Regions from separate parts of the Mus musculus genome. Here region 1 is linked to region 2. Evidence: chromatin contacts called from public HiCAR-type data. All regions are on one chromosome and are shown on one strand. Each heading gives the region's core, a stretch centred on a gene start, on an enhancer-like site or on the middle of the called end of the contact. The rest is flanking DNA. Distances are from core to core; before and after follow the strand shown. Region 1 holds the start of Bdnf (brain derived neurotrophic factor). Region 2 holds the start of Mpped2 (metallophosphoesterase domain containing 2).

Evidence for each region. HiCAR-type assays count read pairs that join an accessible place to other places.
Region 1: a contact with region 2 is called in a HiCAR-type map of astrocytes, with 6 times the contacts expected there. The contact joins the promoter of Bdnf here to the promoter of Mpped2 in region 2. A contact is called at or near these places in 2 of 39 promoter capture datasets (cranial neural crest and hippocampal neurons) and 1 of 115 datasets of contacts at active chromatin or transcription factors (astrocytes).

Annotation. Positions count from the first base shown.
Region 1 is chr2:109,692,017-109,695,293 of GRCm38.p6, forward strand. Bdnf (brain derived neurotrophic factor) reads left to right here and starts at 1,547. Exons shown (of 2, transcript NM_001048142.1): 1 at 1,547-1,893.
Region 2 is chr2:106,691,306-106,694,641 of GRCm38.p6, forward strand. Mpped2 (metallophosphoesterase domain containing 2) reads left to right here and starts at 1,876. Exons shown (of 7, transcript NM_001143683.2): 1 at 1,876-2,516.

The DNA of each region.
Region 1 (3,277 bases), core at 297-2,796, 3.0 Mb after region 2:
GCCCTCCAGAACCTAGTCATGTAACTGATCTCTCATAGGTTAAAAAAAAAATCAAACAACCAAACAAAAACGGTCCAAAGACCACTCTCTGCTCTAGAGGAAGGGGGCTTAGTGAGCTACCCACCCCTCACCCTAAATCCTGGTTAAGTATATATACATATATATATTGATGTGTTGTTGCTGCCTAGATAATGACAGGCTTGGCTTCTGTGTGCGTGAATTTGCTAGGACTGGAAGTGAAAACATCTACAAAGCATGCAATGCCCTGGAACGGAATTCTTCTAATAAAAGATGTATCATTTTAAATGCGCGGAATTCTGATTCTGGTAATTCGTGCACTAGAGTGTCTATTTCGAGGCAGAGGAGGTATCATATGACAGCTCACGTCAAGGCAGCGTGGAGCCCTCTCGTGGACTCCCACCCACTTTCCCATTCACCGAGGAGAGGACTGCTCTCGCTGCCGCTCCCCCCACCCACCCCCGGCGAGCTAGCATGAAATCTCCCAGCCTCTGCCTAGATCAAATGGAGCTTCTCGCTGAAGGCGTGCGAGTATTACCTCCGCCATGCAATTTCCACTATCAATAATTTAACTTCTTTGCTGCAGAACAGGAGTACATATCGGCCACCAAAGACTCGCCCCCTCCCCCTTTTAACTGAAGAGAAGGGGAAATATATAGTAAGAGTCTAGAACCTTGGGGACCGGTCTTCCCCAGAGCAGCTGCCTTGATGTTTACTTTGACAAGTAGTGACTGAAAAAGGTGGGTTTCTTTTCTTTCTCTTTCCTCACCCCCCCCCCCGCCCCCGTTTGGTCTGCTGGGAAGCATATGGCTTTAGTGAGGTCTGTTATTGCCTAGGCTTCCCGGCTAGAAGCAGTAACTTGGTGTAATGCTATCCGGGGTTATTCATTAATAAAAAATACTGTTATTATCTTGATTGAATTCTATTAGGCACACTCCGGAGAGGTCAGGGCGCAAACTCTGGTTAAGCCGATGTGTTTAAGGTAGCGGAGTAAACCATAACCCCGCACACTCTGTGTAGTTTCATTGTGTGTTCGCTTTTTCTAGCTTTGTGGTGCGGGAAGGTGCGGGAAGGTGTGTCTGGGGCCGGGGCCTGGGGGTGGGGGTGGATGCACGCCCTCTCCCACAGAACTTGGGTGCTGGGATGGAAAAGATGGGGAGAGTTGCAAACCAGGGGAGAAAGATTTGAACGTGTGAGACTCACACTCGCTTCCTCCTACTCTAGAGCACATTGCGGGGAGTAGGGTGCCTAGGAACCGGGATTCGACCACCCCTCCTAGCAAAGGGCACCCTGCGGAGACCGCAGAGGGCAGGCACAGAGCTTTGGGTTTAAGCAGCGAGCTCCGGGGAAATGGAGAGAAGCCAGTGCAAGGCGATCAGGGATACCCCGAGGGCTTCCGAGGGCTTCCGAGGGCTTCCGAGGGCTGAGCCCCCGCAAGGAAAAGGCGCGTCGTCCCCTTTAAGCAGCCACCCCAATGGGTATCGGTGGCGCGGCGGAGCAGGGAGGGGATAGGGGCGGCGCTGTCTGACCAATCGAAGCTCAACCGAAGAGCTAAATAATGTCTGACCCCAGTGCCTGGCTCTGGCTGAGCTCTGGGTGCCCGTCGCTGCTGCCGTGCCGGGGCGCACCCGCTGGCTGGCTGTCGCACGGTTCCCAGTGCGCCCGGGACTCCCGGGCTTGGAGAAGGAAACCGCCTGGGGCGGCGCGCCACCTCCGCCTGGGAGGCTTTGATGAGACCCGGTTCCTTCAACTGCCACCACTGCCTTGGGGCAGACGAGAAAGCGCACGGGGCCCAGGGCAGGGCGCAGGGACCAGAAGCGTGACAACAATGTGACTCCACTGCCGGGGATCCGAGAGCTTTGTGTGGACCCTGAGGTAGGCGACTGCGGGGCGTGGGGCTAAGTGCGAGAGCCAGAGGCGCGTGCGCCCGGGAAAGTTGGCTAGGGGACTGAGAAGTTGTGGGACTGCAGAACTCCGGCTTCACCTTCGTCCCGGGACAGCGGAGGGGCGGGCTTGCTCCTGGGGAGCGTTCTCCCGGGATCCCACGACTCTGAGGGACAGTGCGACCCCAGGAATCCCTTCAGTGTGAGAGAAAAAGCCAAGGGAAGAGGACGACTTGCGCCATGGGAGCTAAGCCTGCGTCCCGGGGATCCCCGAAGTCCTCCCGCAGACGAGGAAGGGTGGTGAGAGAGATATAGAGCGACAGCTGTTGGGGGCTCAGACGGATGGCACCGGGACAGGGCTGGGATGAGAGCCCTTACCACCGGCTTAGGCACTCTCCACGCAAATTTGGACCGGGGTGGTGTGTAGTCCGAGAATGGGTCTTGGCGCCTTCTGTCCTCATCTCTTTTCCTGGGTATCACAACAGGCTGTTCACTGTCACCTGCTCTCTAGGGAGTACTACCAAAGCTTACTTACAGGTCCAAGGTCAACGTTTAACTAGGAAAACTTGGGACCCTTCTTATCGCTGGGGCCTGAAAGGGTCTGCGGAACTCCAGGACAGCCTGTATCCGACCCTCTGTCCATCCTGCGCACCTCCCTTTGGGCATCCTCCTGAGGAAGTGAAAGTTTTGACTTTCATCCGGGAGTAGGTTGGGTGTTTATGGAGGATGAAGAGGCTAGTTTTGATTTCCAGGGATGCTGAAACAGGAAGAGCAATGGATAAGCGACCTAAGCGTAGAAAGAAATAGCTGAAGATGGGGGCTTTGTGCTTGATGACAAGGAAGAAGGGGAAATTGCTGCCGGGGGTGGGGGGGGGGTGGTGTTGTTCCCCCCGGGGCTGCTGAGGGCGGTGAGCCACAGGCTGTGAGTTTGAGTTTGAACTGGTGTTTTAGTGAAAACAATTCGTGAGTTGGGGGTGGAGCCTGGGCTAGGAAACTGGGGATGGGGACTTGGGGATGGGGGGAGCCGGAGGGAGAGAGGGAGGATCCAAGGAGGAGGGAGGGGAGGGCCAGGAGAGCTGAGCTAGGAAGGTAGAGGGTGCCCTCTTCTGGCCACACTGGCAAGAGTAGCTGCTGGGGCTCGTCGAATGGGGGCGGGGAAGTGTTTTAGGGGCAGTTTTGCTGGTCGTTATGGGGGTTGCGAGTAGAAACTTGTTGAGTGGCGTTTTGAAACAGCTTCCTGAAGATGTGCGGCTCGGTTCGGAATTTTGGCTTGTTGCATTTCTTTCCTTGAGTTGCCGGGGTGCTTTGAGATACCATTGACTAAGTGCTAGGATTTTCTTGATCTTACTTGAGGGTCTTCCCGGCATCCTAAAATA
Region 2 (3,336 bases), core at 626-3,125:
TTTGTTTGAACAAGTTTGGCTTTAACAGCCTAATGGAAATAAAACTTATCAACCCAGGTACAAGTTGGTCATTGCTGGATAATTAATTATTTATAAGCAGGGACCCAGTAAGTTTGGTTTTCTTCTTATATTGAAATTTTGTTTTAAATATTATTTTCCTCAGTTTCTCCTACTCAAAAAATGATACAAATTCCCACCAACTTTGTAAAGAACCACACACTTGATTTTTAATCACATTAAATATCCTTTAAAATGTGCCTGTAAAACAGAGCACATTGTTATTTATAGTCAGTGTGCCCATATTTAGATCTCAAACCATATTAAATTAGTATGACTGTTTCAAGTAACGATTCAGTGTGTGTGTGTGTGGGGGGGGGGGGTTAGTGCACAGTGATATTAGACTGATCAAATCAGTCTAATTAGTCTTAAAATTCAAACTGTTTACAAAAGAGGAGTGTATTGCTAACTCTTCTGGGAGACAAAATCTAATAACTTAAAAGAACAAGTTTCTAGTCAGTGTTCATGGTTGGGCTGAAAACCAAAAGACAGCAAAATATGAAACTGCCCCTTCACCTCATCTTTGGCATCCTTTAATGTCAGTGTCACTTGCTGTGATTTGTGCTTGGCCAGAGAAGGCACTGTCCTTTCCCCTCAGCCCATCAGGCAAGCACTGACACTCTGGGCACACTATACAATGAAAGTACATCAGTAAGCCCATTTCCCCTTCATTTCTGCATCCTGAGCAGAAGAGATGGACTACTTAAAATTCAAGTGTCAGGAAAGTCCATTGTAAAAGGGAAATATTTTCAAGCGAATTCCGTTTGATCTTTTTTTTTTTTTTCTTTAAATAAGGGGCTCCTTCTGCCTCTCTCCCTTCCTTTCCAGACCTTGGAAACCAATTAGTCTCAGCACAGAGGCTACAGGCCAGGTTGAAACGGCTCCTTTTTAATTTTAGGGGATATAATTTCAGCCAGGACGTCTAGTCAGTTGTCATGTAGTATACAAAGCACAGGTTTCACTCTCGTGCACATACATTGGTGTTCCCTTCGGAGAATGCAGATTTTCTTTTCTTTTCTTCTTTCTTCTTCTTCTTCTTTTTTTTTTTTTTTTTTTTTTTTTTTTTTTGAATCTGACTCCTAGAAAGGAATTAGATCTGGTCGCCGTCCAAATCCTTCGGCTCTGACAGTGGCATAACATCACAGGGCCACCTCATCTTTCAGACAGCCGTGCCAACCAAGTTTTCTAAAAAGCCGTCTGTCCCACCATTTCAGCGGCTTTTCCTATCCTTACCCCGCCCTCCTTTTGCATACAAATCCTAGTGTTCCGCTCCCCTTCCCCGCCAGGTTTCCAAAGTAGCAGAGAAAATTGGAGTAACTTCGATTTATTTATTTATTTATTTATTTGAAGAGCGTGTCTTTGGGAAAGGGAGAATGTGATTCAAAGGGGCGCGGGGGTGTGGGTGCGGAAACAATTAAAGCCTTTGCCTGACTTCACCTTCTTATCCTGAACCTGTCTTAATTCTTGAAGGTGAAAAAACACCAGCTGGGTTGGCCTTTTCTTTCTCAGGAACAACATTACAGAGCCAAAGTGGGGTGTGTGTGCCTCTGGCTCTATGAGAGGGTTTAGGAGAGGGAAGCCTTGATACCCCATAGGAAAGTCTCAGTTCAGCAGTGTGGAGGGACCCTGGGGTCGCCCCTCTTGTGAGATCTTAGTGCCCCAGTCGCTCCTCCTGCCCCTGCAGCGAGTTCTGCGCTTTGGAGCTGTGCCAGGACCTCTGACAGAGCCTGGCAGGTTCATGAGTGGGGGGCGGGGGCTTGGTGTTCTCTTTGCAGAAGACGACCATCTGGGGGGCTCCCTTATTTTCCTGGCGCTCAGTGGCCCGCCCCCATCTCCCCGACCCCTATCATTTTAACGCTGATCACACACGATGGTGAACTTGCAGCTCAGCTTCCTGCCGCCTGCTTGACCCAGGGAGCACCAGCAGCCTGCGGGCCTCGCCCTCCGCTCTCCCTCCTCTCCTGGAAACCCCGCGGCCTCGGGGCGTGGGTGGGGGGTTCGAGTGGGCCGGAACTACGGCAGGGGCGTGCAGGGCGCGGGGTCCCAGCGGGGAGCTCACAGCAAGCGGCGCCTGGGCGGCCCTGCTTCCTGGAGCTGTGCTCCTTTGACCCCAGTGGCAGTCCCTGTCACTGCACCGCTCGCGCTCCCTTCGCTCGCCGCGCCCTCGCTGCCTCTCCTCGCCCCCTCGCTCCTTCTCTTCCCAGATCGAGGCTGCTCCGGTCCTCTCCACCTCCCCACGCAGCGACCCCGCGTCCCGCTCGCACCGCGCCCCTGTGCTGCCCTCCCAGGCCCTGGATCGGCGGCGGGGACCTCCGGGGTCGAAGGTTCTGGCCCGCCCGCGCCCCTCGCCCCTGCCGCCCCCAGCGCTGCTCCAAGCCGGCTCGGGTTGCTTGGCGATGGCTCGCCCGCACACCGGGCGCTGAAGGCATCCCGGGGACCCGGAGCGCAGCCCGGGAAAGGTAATCCGCCCGGGGAAGGGAGGCGGAGGGCGGGGGAGGGGGGAGGAGGCGGCCGGTGCCGGGCGCGAGAGGAAGGGGAAAAAAAAATGCACACACAAAGCGGAGCCCGGGTGAGAGGTGCCTTGTCAGAGGCGCGTGCGAGGGCGCGGGGGCTGCGGAGCGCGGCGGCCCCGCCGACCCTGAGGTTGGCCGACTGAACACTCGAGGACCCGGGGAGAGCAGATTTGTCTCCCCCGAAGCCCCCAACAAGCGAGAGCGAATTTCTTTACGTAGCTGTCCTTCTTCCCACTCCCCATCTCGCCCCCTGTTCTCCCTTCCCCCCAGCCCTCGGCCACGGACCTCTCGGGGTCCCCACCTCCCTGCCCCCTCCTCCGCCGGGTTTCTCAGGAAGGTGGTGGCGGCAGGGGGAGGGGGTTGTCCGCGAAAGCCTGCGGCAAAGCCCCGGGGCAAGGGATGGGGGTGGGGCCCGGGAGTCCGAGATCTGTTTACTAGAAAGTCCCAGGGTCGTGCGCCGCAGCTGCCCCGGCCTAGGCCCGGGTGCATTGTGTTGGCCCGAGCCCTGTGCGCCCGCGGCGGCCCGGGGCCAGGTGCAGTGGCCGGACGGCTCGGTGCAGCTTTGTGCTCCGGCCGCCCGCGCGCGCAGCGCTCCAGCGCGGAGCTCTCCGCCAGCCCCCGCGCCCGGACCTTACTCTCCGGTCTCGGCGATTGCTGCCTGCCGAGCGAGAGGGCTGGGAGGCGGGGTACGGCAGCGTGGAAAAGTAACCGTAGCCGCCCAGTTTCTTTTCTACCTAAGCAGTAGTTGTGTGGATCTCCCCCTTTA